2 separate regions of the Mus musculus genome follow, and region 2 is linked to region 1. A link is a contact called in public promoter capture Hi-C data. All regions are on one chromosome and are shown on one strand. The core of a region is the stretch at or near the end of the contact, and the rest is flanking DNA. Distances in the headings are between cores, read along the strand shown. Region 1 holds the start of Best3 (bestrophin 3). Region 2 holds the start of 1700025F24Rik (RIKEN cDNA 1700025F24 gene).

The links. Promoter capture Hi-C pulls out the DNA fragments that hold promoters and counts their contacts.
Region 2: a contact with region 1 is called in a promoter capture Hi-C map of pre-B cells, with 4 times the contacts expected there. The contact joins the promoter of 1700025F24Rik here to the promoter of Best3 in region 1.

Annotation. Positions count from the first base shown.
Region 1 is chr10:116,984,785-116,990,974 of GRCm38.p6, forward strand. It overlaps Best3 (bestrophin 3), which reads left to right and starts at 1,530. Exons shown (of 10, transcript NM_001007583.1): 1 at 1,530-2,028; 2 at 3,831-3,998. The coding sequence starts at 3,847. It overlaps Gm46182 (a long non-coding RNA gene), which reads right to left and starts at 1,979. Exons shown (of 3, transcript XR_001779645.1): 1 at 1,890-1,979; 2 at 94-217.
Region 2 is chr10:119,409,189-119,415,690 of GRCm38.p6, forward strand. It overlaps 1700025F24Rik (RIKEN cDNA 1700025F24 gene), which reads left to right and starts at 4,256. Exons shown (of 4, transcript NR_040578.1): 1 at 4,256-4,431; 2 at 5,397-5,474; 3 at 5,931-6,177. It overlaps Gm40778 (a long non-coding RNA gene), which reads right to left and starts at 2,633. Exons shown (of 3, transcript XR_872101.2): 1 at 1,840-2,633.

The DNA of each region.
Region 1 (6,190 bases), core at 280-2,779:
CACATCTAGCCGGAGCGGGGAGGTATAGAGCCTGCAGTGTTTCCCTTTTGTACACACAAGGGTTTATAGAAGTTCAAATTCCATAACGCTCACCAAATCTGAAAACTGTTTACAATATTGCAGGTCTAACCGCCCACTTTCTCCGCAGTACAGATGTAAGATGTGGCATACGACGTTTGCATTCTGCATGTTCACAAATCCCCCGTGGTACTCAAAGCTGTGGAAGTGTGATAACCAAACAGTAACAAGATCCAGTACCCGTTAATGGAGCCCCAGGGGTGCGATCAGTTAGCACACAATTACTAAATGAATATTCATTATTCACAGGACCCCCGACCTGAAGTTAGCAACAAGAGGAACAGGGACAAATAAGCCAGCAATACAAATAAGCCAGAAAAATTAATCTGTCAGGACTCTAAAGCGCTTGCGGTTTGACCAAGTCGCTCACATGCACATAAGGTTGACTAATTCTTTAGAAATTTGAATTTTATGTATTCCTTTTTAGGGCTGTGGGGGAAGCATCCATTTGCTTATTTGTTTTGAGGCTATCCTGGAACTTACTGAATTGCCCAGGCTACCCTTGAACTCAGGGTAAGTCTCCTGCTTCAACTTTCCCATCAATAGGATTACAGTCATGACCCACCAGGCATAGCCTAGTCTTGATTTTTATAATATTTTATTCTACATGTTTCTCTACAAAAACTATTTTTTGCTATTCTCTTTAAGCTTGTGGTGTAATGACAGGTGGAAAAATTACCTCAGAAAGTTAACAGGGTCTCAGGAAATGACCCTCAGATTAATTAATTAGTCTATCACCTACAGAACTCAGATGAGCAGCCTCTTTTAAGAAAGAAAATATCTATTATTATAAATCTGAAAGAAACCATCTCGAATAACAAGCTTTTCTGGTTAACCATGGGAGAAACATAATAAGACAGAGGGTTACAGTTTTCCACTGCACCAGGCCATCACATAATTCTCTGTGCACTTCTAAAACACACACCACACACACATACACCACACACACACATACCACACTCACATGTACACCACATACTTACCATACAAATATACTCACATCCTACACATACATGCATGCACATATGGATGTGCGTGCACACACATATATAAACCACACACATGTACACACACACATGTACACAATACACATGAACACATACACACCTATACACCATACACATATATACAACACACATGCACTTACATACATACACACACACACACCTATATACCACACACATCTATACACCATACATATCTATACACCATACACATGTACACATACACACCTATATACCACACATGTACATAAATGTACTCATACCCTAGACACACATGCATGCACACACACATATATACCACACATACACATACTACACATGCACATAAATATACTCACATCCTAAACACACACACACACACACACTCTTGCTGCTTTTAATGGAAGAGCATTCTCAAGATCTCTCAGAAGATCAGAATTCTTGCTTTCATTCCTGTCTGCCCCAGTGTATGGCTCCATAAGAATTTATTCTTCATTTCATGCACAAAAAGACTGTCCTAATCCCCTCTTTGGCTACTGGAGTATGTTCAGACCTTTTCAGTAGAAAAAGGCTTTTCTTCCTTGATCCCAGGCCAGAGTTGAAATGAATCTTAACTGGACTTAAATGGCCCAGCATCCTCCCGCCACCGCCGCTGACTTCTTGTTCAAAGGGGTACTTTGGGCGGCAGGTGGAGTTATAATTATAGATTAGAAAAAAGCACCATCAGCAGCTGTCACTTCTGTTTGTCCCCAGCTATAACTGTCATCAGTGGGCAAACTGGCACAGACAGGCCTCTGCAAGTGGAAAAACATTTAACCCTGGACTCACTACACGCTGGATCGCCACAGCAGCAGGAGAACTAGGAGGAAACCCAGCTGGTCACCAGTGAGGGTGGAAGCCGGCACCTCTTCAGGGACGGCAGATCGTTTGAAGATTTCTCTTCCCTTGAGAGACTCCAAAGAAATAGGTTAGTGCGCGAGCCGGCTTCTGCACTTGAACGTGACCTTATGCTTGGTGGGCGTCGGGTTTCGGACAGAGCCTGAACTGAGGGTGAAGGAGTGAATGGAAGAAAAGGGGATTGGTTAGAGGCTGTCCCTTGACGGGGCCTGCCTGGAGAAGAGCTTAGGACATTGCTGTTCTGTTCTCCCCTGTCGCTGAGTTCTCCCGAGGCAGAGAGACAAGGTGGCGATCTCAAAGCGAAGCCTGTTTTAGGGCAGGCACCCCACCCTTCTGTGGTGTCACCTACTGACTTAGGCAAAGGGCCCTGGTTTGTTTAATTAAAATCAACAACCATGGAGGACAAATCAGCACTTTGCTGTTGTTGCTGTGGATACAGCTGCCAGCTCTTACGTCCTTAGAGAAACTGGATAAATCACAGTTGGATATTTGCCTGTCTAAATGAAACATTCTCTTATTTGTGATAGAATGTGTGATATAAATCGCTCTACGGGGGGAAAAAAATATGCTCTAGGGTTTGTTTGGTTGGGTTTTTGTGTGGGTGTGTGTATTATAATTTTGACCTAAAATCTATCAGCCTGTGTTGCTCTGTGAGAAGTTCTTTGTAGTTCCTTTGGAGAAAAGTTAACATTTTAAAGAGATCTCCTTTTGTTTGCATGTGACCTATACTACCCAGTTAGCTGAGTAAGGTTTCCAAACAAAGGTCGGCTTTGAGCCATCTATTCGAAGTCCGATGGCACATCTCAGTGAGAAGCCGAGGCATGCCAGGGAGCTCAAAGAAAACTGGGATTAGGCCCCATTCTCATCCTGCCCACGTCCACGAAATGAATCCAGAACAAGGTGTTCTAAATTACAGACACACTAGGGATGTAGCACACATGAGACAGTGCCTGCCCAGCACACACAAGACTCGGTGCCAAGCAAAACGCTAAGTAAATACTACATACAGTGGCGGTGGTACAGTCCCACAATTCCAGCGCTCACTGGAAATGGAGCAAAAGTTCAAGGCCAGGTTCAAGGTCAATGTGGGATGACCCTGTCTTCCAAAATAAGAAAGAAAAGACTCAGTTTGTTTGTCTCTGATTATTTCATTGAGACTTTCCAAGGGGAAAGTGTAGCCTTTTTAATATCAAGTTTACGGCTCCCTTTGAAAGGTACAGAATTCCGACTGTACACCCTGAGAGCTGCTGAGAGACTCACATCTCAGGAAGATACCCCCACCCCCCGACACACCCAAGTAGCCCATCTGTTAAACTGCTCTGGGGGCCGGGCTTCCTCCTGACAATCGCTCCTGGTTCCTAAGAAGGGATCAATAACTTTTTCCTCTTAGGAAGTTTAAAGGTGAAATCAATATTTCTTTAAGGATTTTAGCAGACACTGGCCCAAACAACGAGTATAGCCACTGCTTTTTAAAAACATCATCAGTTTAGCAAACCAATTTCCTAAATCCTCCTGCGACTAAGAAGTGGCTAGTATGCCTCATGTGCTAATGTTGATTATGTATTGGGCAAAAGCTACAGACTCTAAAATAATGCTTATCGAATGCAGAAATGTCAGGGCTTCTAAAAACAGTCTTTCTAGGGACCATCTTCTTCTCCTTCTGTGTCAGATTTAGTGCCGAGATGCTAGATGGTGATACGGTATTATCTACAAGTTCTAAACTATGAGAGGAGTGCGTGATGCATGGAGGGTGGGTCAGCTGATTAGTTTTTGGCTTTAGTTTCCTTTGGTTAAGAAAGAAAGGGAAAGTGTATGCCTGTGTTGACATCCAACTTTGCTTTTCACTCGTGTTTTGTCTTCTTGCTCTTCTAGAACAAAACCACCCACGATGACTGTCACTTACTCCAGTAAAGTAGCAAATGCAACATTTTTTGGATTTCATAGGTTGCTTCTCAAGTGGAGAGGTAGTATCTACAAGCTGCTGTACAGGGAATTTATTGTTTTTGCTGTTCTTTACACAGCAATCAGTCTGGTGTACAGGTACCTTCGTTTTGCATGTCTCCTTAAATGGCCCCCCCAGGCATTATGTAAGAATACAGTCTCAAAAACTGGATCCCCTTGGTTGCCGCTAGCCTCTGCATTATGTAACAATCTCCCCACCCCTCCCCACCCCCCGCATGAACCTCTCTGGCGTCCTCTCTTCAGGATAGGGTATTTTAATCCACACCTAACCACGTATTTGGAGCAATTGACAGCCACCGTTCAGACAATGGGCTCTAATTCCAGCCCCACAGAGATGGATCCCGATGAGGTATCAGCCTAGCTGCTTTAAGTGTCAACTGAAAGTTTTATGCTGACATCCTCATCGGTGTGCCGATTAACGGCCAAAGCCCACAGACAAATGCTTTTGTGTTTCTCTCAGTGATGTCATGTGGAGTTTGAACATGTGATCTGACAGCTTACTGCAACTCTACGTGGAGTTAACATATGGGTGAATAGAATTTACCAGACAGCTTTCCTTCCTGTAGTCTGGATGGTAAGCTCTGACCTGGGATGATGTCCTCCAACCTCACCAAAGAACTAAGGCCTGAGGAATAATTTGTTCTCTTTATGTCTTCTGATTTCAGGATGTCACATTTGCAAGAGAAGGTATCTATTCTTTATAACACGGGTACCTGTCAGGTTCATACTTTGAGGGCTAGCATATCCACCTCTCCCAACTGAAAAGTATTGTCTTAGTAACATTTCATCACTGTGATTAAAAAAAAATGAAGCTTTAGGAGTTAATAAACTAAAACTGAATTACATTGGAGGAAGCTAAAAGGAAAGCCTAAGATTTTCAAGGCTGTATTTCCACCTTAGCTAGGTATAAAATTTTTTCTTCCATCGAAGGTGAACTAACTGTGAGTCACAGTCTCACCTACATCCTTCTTTGAAACTATGAGACTCCACTTGGAGAGGAGAGGTATTCATTTAGTTGGCTGATCATTTCCAAAAGCAAACTGTGAACAACTATCTTGTTCACAACAACCCATCAGTACTTCCAGCCCAAAGATGAGGATGTAGCTCAGTTGGTACAATGCCTGCCTAGCAAGCACAAAACCCTGAACTCAATCCCCAGGCACTGATAGCACACACCTGTAATCCCAGTATTGAGGCAATGGAGACAGGAGGATCCTGTTCAAGATAACTTGCTGCTTGAGTTATAAGAAACTCTGTCAAAAAAAAAAAAGACAGAACACTATCATTCCATACCAGTATACATATTAGAACAGATTTTGTGGGACTAAGGAATTAGCTCAGTGGTAGAATGCTTTGCCTAGCAACTGGCAGGCTCTGGGTTCAGTCCCCAGTTCAAAAATAATCAGAACAAAAAACACCAAGGCAAAAATCGCAAGAATAGATTTTTGTCAAATATTCTTAGAGACGTCTGATATCTTTCAGATATCTCCTATATTACCTTAACAGTTCACTTATCTGTTCCTTGAACCTTCAGAGTATGACATGGTGGCAGATTAGTGGTGTTCCAGTATCACTATCTCATCAGTTCATTCTTCACTAATGTGAGTTTACTGCTGCTACTGCTGTTTAGAAGAGAGAAGCCCCAAGAGCAACTGCTATATCCCTGGAAATGCTCCAATATCAAACTTACACCCCAAAACTCTACACAGATTTTTGTCTTTCCAAAGATCAAAGAGTACAAACATTCGCAGCAATCACTTTAACTTGCTTTTTTCTTCTTTTTTAAAAAAGTCTCATTGTAAATTCTTATAAAAGCAGATCCTTTTTATCTTAAATATTTACCAAGAACTGTTGGATTCATAGGTCTCCAAAATCAAGCAGACCTGAAAATATAACCATAGTTTGTGCTTTGCCTGGTATTGACTTTGAGTTTAACTCTTCCAGTTTGGAGGAATTTGACATAATACTCTCTGTGGTATTTTCTAGATAAGAATATCCACATATATCTGTCCAATTAGCATCAATACCACCCATTTTGGTGCTACGTTTGAAGATATACAGTTGCCTTACAGTTATTTATGTAATTGATATTTCTGGTCTTTACAACACCATAAACTAAAAAGAACCCTGAGACTCCTAGAGCTTTGACAATATCCCCAAGTCTAAATCTATGACAAACCTGTTCTATACCTTGGCCTGGCCCAGCTGATCCCAGGAGCTGTGCTTTCTACACTGAATACTTTAATGTGCATAATTAAATACTTTATGTA
Region 2 (6,502 bases), core at 3,006-5,505, 2.4 Mb after region 1:
GAGGTCCCACCCGTGTGCCACCATCCACAGCCCTGTTACAGGTAGCTGGGTAATTTTCAGTTTTGATCACAGAGTTGTTTTGGGAATGCTATTTCATTCCTCAACTTTTATTTTTTAAAGTATATATTTTAATAAACTTTATTATATATAAAACAATCTTTCAAATTAATACCAAAATATCATATACCAACATTTACCAGAGCCAAAGTATATGCAACTTATATACAGTTAGAATGAACAACTTAATTTTAATCTCCAACTAAAATAGTCTTTAAATTATTCAAGTAACTAGCCCTTGCTGTTAAAGTTACTGGACAGGATTACCTAGTTTAAACTAAGTGTCATTTCACTCTATTTATGAGAAAGTGCCTGGAGAATTTAGACAAACCTGACAAGCAGTGGGGACGCAGCAATACTTTTTCAAGACTCTCTACAACTCAGAGACAGACTCTGCTACCAATTTCTAGGCTCAGTATTTCCTAAAGGGACCAATGCTATTCTCATTGCAGTCATAATGAAAATGTGAGGTGGCATAAATACTTTTGAATTTGTTTGAAAGTCACATTAAGAACATTGGAAGGGTGTGAAAGTAAATTTCAATTGTTTGTTTTGTTGTTGTTGTTGTTGTTTTTCTCTCTTTTACATTCTTCCAAAAGAAAGCAAGGAGAGACGAACACACACTTAAGAGTTGCGTTTGATTGAGATTTACTTGATTTTTTTTTTAGTTTGAAGCATTTGAAGGAGTCTACTTCAATTTGTGTAATATTTAAAGTCAAATAGCTGGAATCTTGAATGCAGACTCTTCATTGTTATAATGTGGCTAATCTTGGGTAAGCTTGTAATATGTTGCTTAGACAAAGAAAACATAATCTTCTTATTTCTTATCCCCAAGGAAAAGACTATGCATACATAATCAGAAAAATCCTGGCTAATAACTGAGCCAGGGGTCGGCAAGCTTCATGATAGCGTGAACTCTCCCTAAACGCATTGGCTGTCTCCAGCAGTTCTTTTTCCTCTTAATTTGAGAGCTTGAGGTAAGTGCAGAGACGAGGTGTGGTATCTTGCACAAGCCTTTTCTTTAGTAACTTATCTTTTACTGAAATAAACCTAAACAAGAGCATTCAGGAGGCTTCTTCTTGCAACAGTTTAGGAAATAAAGCCATCTTCAACAGTGAGAGAGGACACTTGCCCAGCACCCTAAACTTCAGAAGCTGTGCCTGGCATTAGAACACAAGCTACTCGCAGTGAGATTATCCCTGATAGAGGCAGGCACGGCAAGCTGGAGACACACTGATAGCACCCAATAAGCAGGTGATTTGATGCTTCTTGCTCTAGAGTCAGCTTTTCACCAATTAATTGTAAGAAACGATTTAAAAATTCAACAGTATTTGCTTGGGGAAGAAATAGATACTAAGATAGTGCTTGCTGCTGCTGCTCTCGATGACCGAGCTGCCAGATGTTAGGCCAGAGACAGGAATCTGTCATGTCCTAAGTGTATCTCAGTTTCTCTGTCTTATTTAAAGTCTCCCCTTCAATGAGAGCAACTATTTTATCTACTGCTCATCTGAAGAACACCAGATCTGTTTCAAATGCGAACTTGTCGGAATGAATCTTCAGAGACAAGACTCGAAGATCTGCAGCTCCTTCCGGAGGAATTTTTAAGGCTAATTGTGAACCTCCACCTTTTTTTTTTTTTTCCTCAAGCTGGCTTTAGAGCACCGATCCTGTTGTGACTTAAATACGAAATGCTCCCTCAATGGGTTCACGTTTTGAAACCTAGGTTGCTAGCTGGCAGAGCTATGTTTGAGGGTGCTAGAAACTTTTGGAGATCGGACCTACCTGGAAGAAGCAAGCCTCCAGGAACATCCCCTACAGCTCCGTATCCTTGCTCCTTCCTGTCTATTCTCTGTGCTTCAGGTCCACCATGCTGTGAAACAGCTTCTGACATTCGTCTTCTTCACCATGATAATGAAGTACGTGGAACCAAATAACTAGAGTTCCCGTGAGACCTCTCGCCAAAATAAATCCTTCCCCTCCGGACAAGCTTTTTGCAGGGGCTAAAACCATCTAACTCGGTCTCTGAGAATTTGCTACCCCAGCGTCCAAGCTGCCATTGCCATACCACTTCACGCTAAGTGCCTTCATTCCTAGCAACAGCAAAACAAAACAAAGAACCGCTGTGATGCCTGGTCTCCTTTCCCTGTATACTTCTTGCTTTGCAATACAGCAGTAAGGGGGAGGACAGGAGGAAGTCTAGCAGAGGCTTGTTTTCCAGAGCTCTTCTCAGCCTGGCTGGGCTCTATACACCCTGGGTATCCCACCGGTGAGCATCGTGAATGCACAGTTTATTCTGCTTGTTGCTATTCTGTTATCAAATCAGAACCTTGTTGCAAAGATCTGAGACTTTGTTGTTACCTTCATGGCCAGGTTTGTTGTGATCCTGGGATTTAAGTGGTAGTGTCACCTGTTAACATTGCCTGATTTTGACCTGACTCTCCTTTGCCTTTCTCTCATGGAATACTCAGGTTGTCAGGTAGTACTCACTTACGGTTCCTTTTATTCAAACACATCTATTTAGTATGTTTGTTATTTGTGGTCTGTTGTAGAAATATTTCATCCCAACCTGGGGTTTCTACCCTGCCTTAGACCATTTAGTTCCCAGATAAAACACACACACTCTCTTTATATTTACAATACAAACAGAACAAAATCTGAGCAGCTGCCTACCCTCTTTGCTGTTAGAATCTACTTTCCTATTGATAACCCCGAGTTATTACTTGCTAAATTTCATCTGGACTGCCCTTAATTCCAGTGACCCAGCCCTCTGGGCCATGTTCTATTGACTTCTAACCCATAGAGGCTTTTTCTTCTTCCCCCTACTGCACCTTCTTTTTTTCCTCATGATCACCTTCTGACCCCAAGGCAGTGAAACCTGAACCCCACCTATGTTTCTTCTGCCCAGGTATTGGCTGTTGGCATCTTTATTTACCAATCAGAATGGGGTCAGGGTCAGTTAGCATTTTACTGTGGACTCTCTTGCCTCTGGGACAACCAGGTCTTGGGGACCTGCACTTAGCATTGCAATAGATAGAAAAAGACCAAACCCCAACAGTTGTCCATTTTTGCCTACTCTATCCAGAGATGGGTCTTAAACATGAGAGCCATGTTTCACCTACCTAAGTGTTTCACACACAGTTGTTGAATGAATACTGAAACTTTCTGCATTCGAATCCCCTGAACAGAAGTTATTTGAGGGGTTGATACAGAAGAAAGCCTCACACCTGTGCCAAACTCTGTCTTTGTCATTATTAAAACTTCTATACGGTGCTCATCAGTTATCAGACCTACACAAAGAGAGGTGCGATGTCTAAGACAACTGACTGTTTGACAGTCACCCAAAAACCCATTACTACAAATACATTCAGAGGAGAAATTCATATGATGAAAATGTCTAAACCTAGCCAGTGGCCCATTTATTTTAAATTAGGCTTTTATCTACAAAATCCTATTATAGCAAAGTGATTTAAACACATTCTTATGTCTTCTCTCTAATGTGACTTAACCTGTATGTCAAGAAGATTTCAATTAAACGTTTTGATGAGGAATATGCAATTTTTTTTTGGATTACAAGAGTTATTTTAGCTGAGTGGTGGTGGGTCACGCCTTTAAACCAAGCACTTGGAGGCAGAGGCAGGTGGATCTCTAAGAGTTCGAGGCCAGCCTGGTCTACAGAGTGAGTACCAGGACAGCCAGGGCTAGACAGTGAAACTTTGTCTCAAAAAAACAAGACAACATAAAAAGAATTGTTTTAAACAAATGCATGTTTGATAAACTCTCTAATGTCAAACTCTCAGTTGTATCTCTTGCTCTTCTTAAATTGTCTTCAGGACTGACAGAGACAAGGCCTGAAGCGTTCCAACTTTTACCTGCAGATGCCCTCAAAGAGCAAAACTCATGCGTTTAAATACATTCAGGATGTTGTCGCTTCTGTCTCCGACCAGCAGAAAAGAGTGACAACACAGAGTTCTTCTCAAATCAGTTTATTCAGGAACCTTCCGACATGCAAGCAGGACTCTCCTCTAGCCCCCAATCGCAATCCCTTACATAACCCCTCAACCATGCCCCATCAGCCCAGTCCACGTAATCTCAGTTCATTGGCCTTCGTCAAATGCCCTGATCTTAGGTCATGGTGCGCCTGCGCAGCTCTCACGATGGACATGGCTTATTTCCGGGTGTATGAGGAAGTCAGGCTGCAGTCCCGGGCACCATCTTGGGACAACCGCCACACCCGCTCCCCACAGGATGTTATGTAAAATGCTAGCCTCTGGTCCCTCTGGTCTTGCTAACAGCACTTAAAGCTTACAGACAGACACCTGCTCACCTCAGAAGTACATGTGATAGATTTGATAGGAGTAAACAACAGTGCTCCAGGTCAGTGATGTGGGTCATAGTTTTTCTCCCTTTATTAAAATTCCAATGTCATGGCTAGAGTTTTTATTGTTGAGATGAAACTCCGTGACCAAAAGCAACTTGGGAAGGAAAGGTCTACTTAGCCTACTTTTCCGTATCACAGTTCTTCTTCATCATCATCATCGAAGGCAGTCAGGGCAGGAATTCAAAACAGGACAGGAACCTAGAGGCAGGAGCTGATGCAGAGGCAGTGGAGAGGTGATGCTTACCAGCTTGCTTAGCCTGCTCAGGACCCAGGACCACCAGCCCAGGGATGGCACCGCCCACAATGGGCGTGGTCCTTCCCTATCAATTGCTAGCTTTACAAGGCTTGCTTTCCTAACCTTACGGAGGCATTTTTAAAATTGCATTTCTTTCCTCTCAAGTGACTTTAGCTTGTGTCAAGTTGACATAAAACTAGCCAGGACACCTAGTTTGTTTTATTTTGTTCACAATGAGTCATTGTAATTTATAACATCTGACCTCAAACATAAAAGGATGGAGATTGTGTTCTCCAATACAAAAACTAAGCAGGATGCTCTGTAGTTCTAGGAATCAGACACAGAGCAGTTGGAATCCTGGACCCGGCTCTCCCTACCTGAACTTACGTTGGGTGCACTTTACAACTCTTGGGATACATTAACTCTTCACTCACTAAGCAAGCCTGTTGGTACCCACCACGGAGTCTCACTAGTGACAGAACCTCAGGCGGTGACTCATACATGCACAAAATATATCCTACCCCAGCACCTATATGCTCTGGTATGTACTTCACTAGAAGCCTTAACTAAATCATGTCTCCAATTTGCTTCATTTGGAATGTTCATAAAAATACGAAGCTCAAATCTCTTAACTGTGCTTGATCCATGATTACGTCTATTGGAAAACATCATGCAGAAATAGTGTCATCCTGAAAATACCCAAGTCATTGGATCTCTATTTCACAGGTCTGAGCCTTGTCTGAAAACCTGGAAATAATCGTGACATTTGAGGAAGCTTAAAGATCGCCATTGATCTTTGTTAAGGTAAGTGATTCGTCTAATAGTTCCTAATAGTTAAGCAGCCCTGGAATGTAAGGGAACTCACCCACTGTGGCGGGTGGTGGGTGGGAGTGAGAGCCGGGTGCCCAGGAAGGAGAACAGGCGGCTTGTGAGCAGTTCAGGGAGTTCTTGCTCCATTCATCGCGTTCTCGGGTGCTAGGTCTTTCTACAGTTCCAGAGTTCAAAACATGTTCCTTTAACAGTGTGGGAAAAGAAGATCAACAGGGGCAGGGAGACAGAGGAGATGAAAGGGGATGGGGAGGGGCCTGAGAAGCGGAGGGAAACAAGAGTAAGTGGACCAAGATCAAACTTGCTGAAAAGCTGTGGCAGGGCGAAGTGGGGCAAGGGCAGGAGTGAGGTTTCCGCGTCCTTTCCCCTAGGCGAGTGAGCACCAACCGTCTTCCCATCACAGGAAAATAATCTTTTTCTCTTCACCAAAAGGAAGAAAGCTTTAAGCATCCATCCTTCCTGCTGAGCCGCAAGGATCTGGTGGCAGTTAAGTGATTGCTACAGTTGGCCCCCCTGGCCACCCTTCCCCTGCAAAGCGCCAGCTGAGGTTGAAGGAGATTCATCATTTGCTACTTCCTCAGCCTACATCAAGCCCTATTCAGGCCCTTTTCTGCCTAATGAGGCCCGCAGAGCCACCAGCTGCTGCTGCTTATCCTTGAATCAACCAAAGTAGCAGCAGGTAGCACCCATCTGCCACAAATTTGGGGTTGCTAAGAAATGTAGGTACCAGTAGTCACCATTAGTTGACTGACTGACTAGTATATGCTAAGCAAAACGCTAAGGGTTTGGGTATGCACATTTAAACATTCTGGTTGCTTGTGGTGTGTGTGTGTGTGTGTGTGTGTGTGTGTGTGTGTGTGTGTGTTTAAGACTGAGAAGTGGGCATGAAAGTTAGAGGACAGCTATTAGGAGTTGGTTCTGAAAAACAAGGCTGCCTCCATTTTAGGCTTTAAAAAAAATCCTATAGCGGGGCTGGAGAGATGGCTCAGTGGTTAAGAGCACCG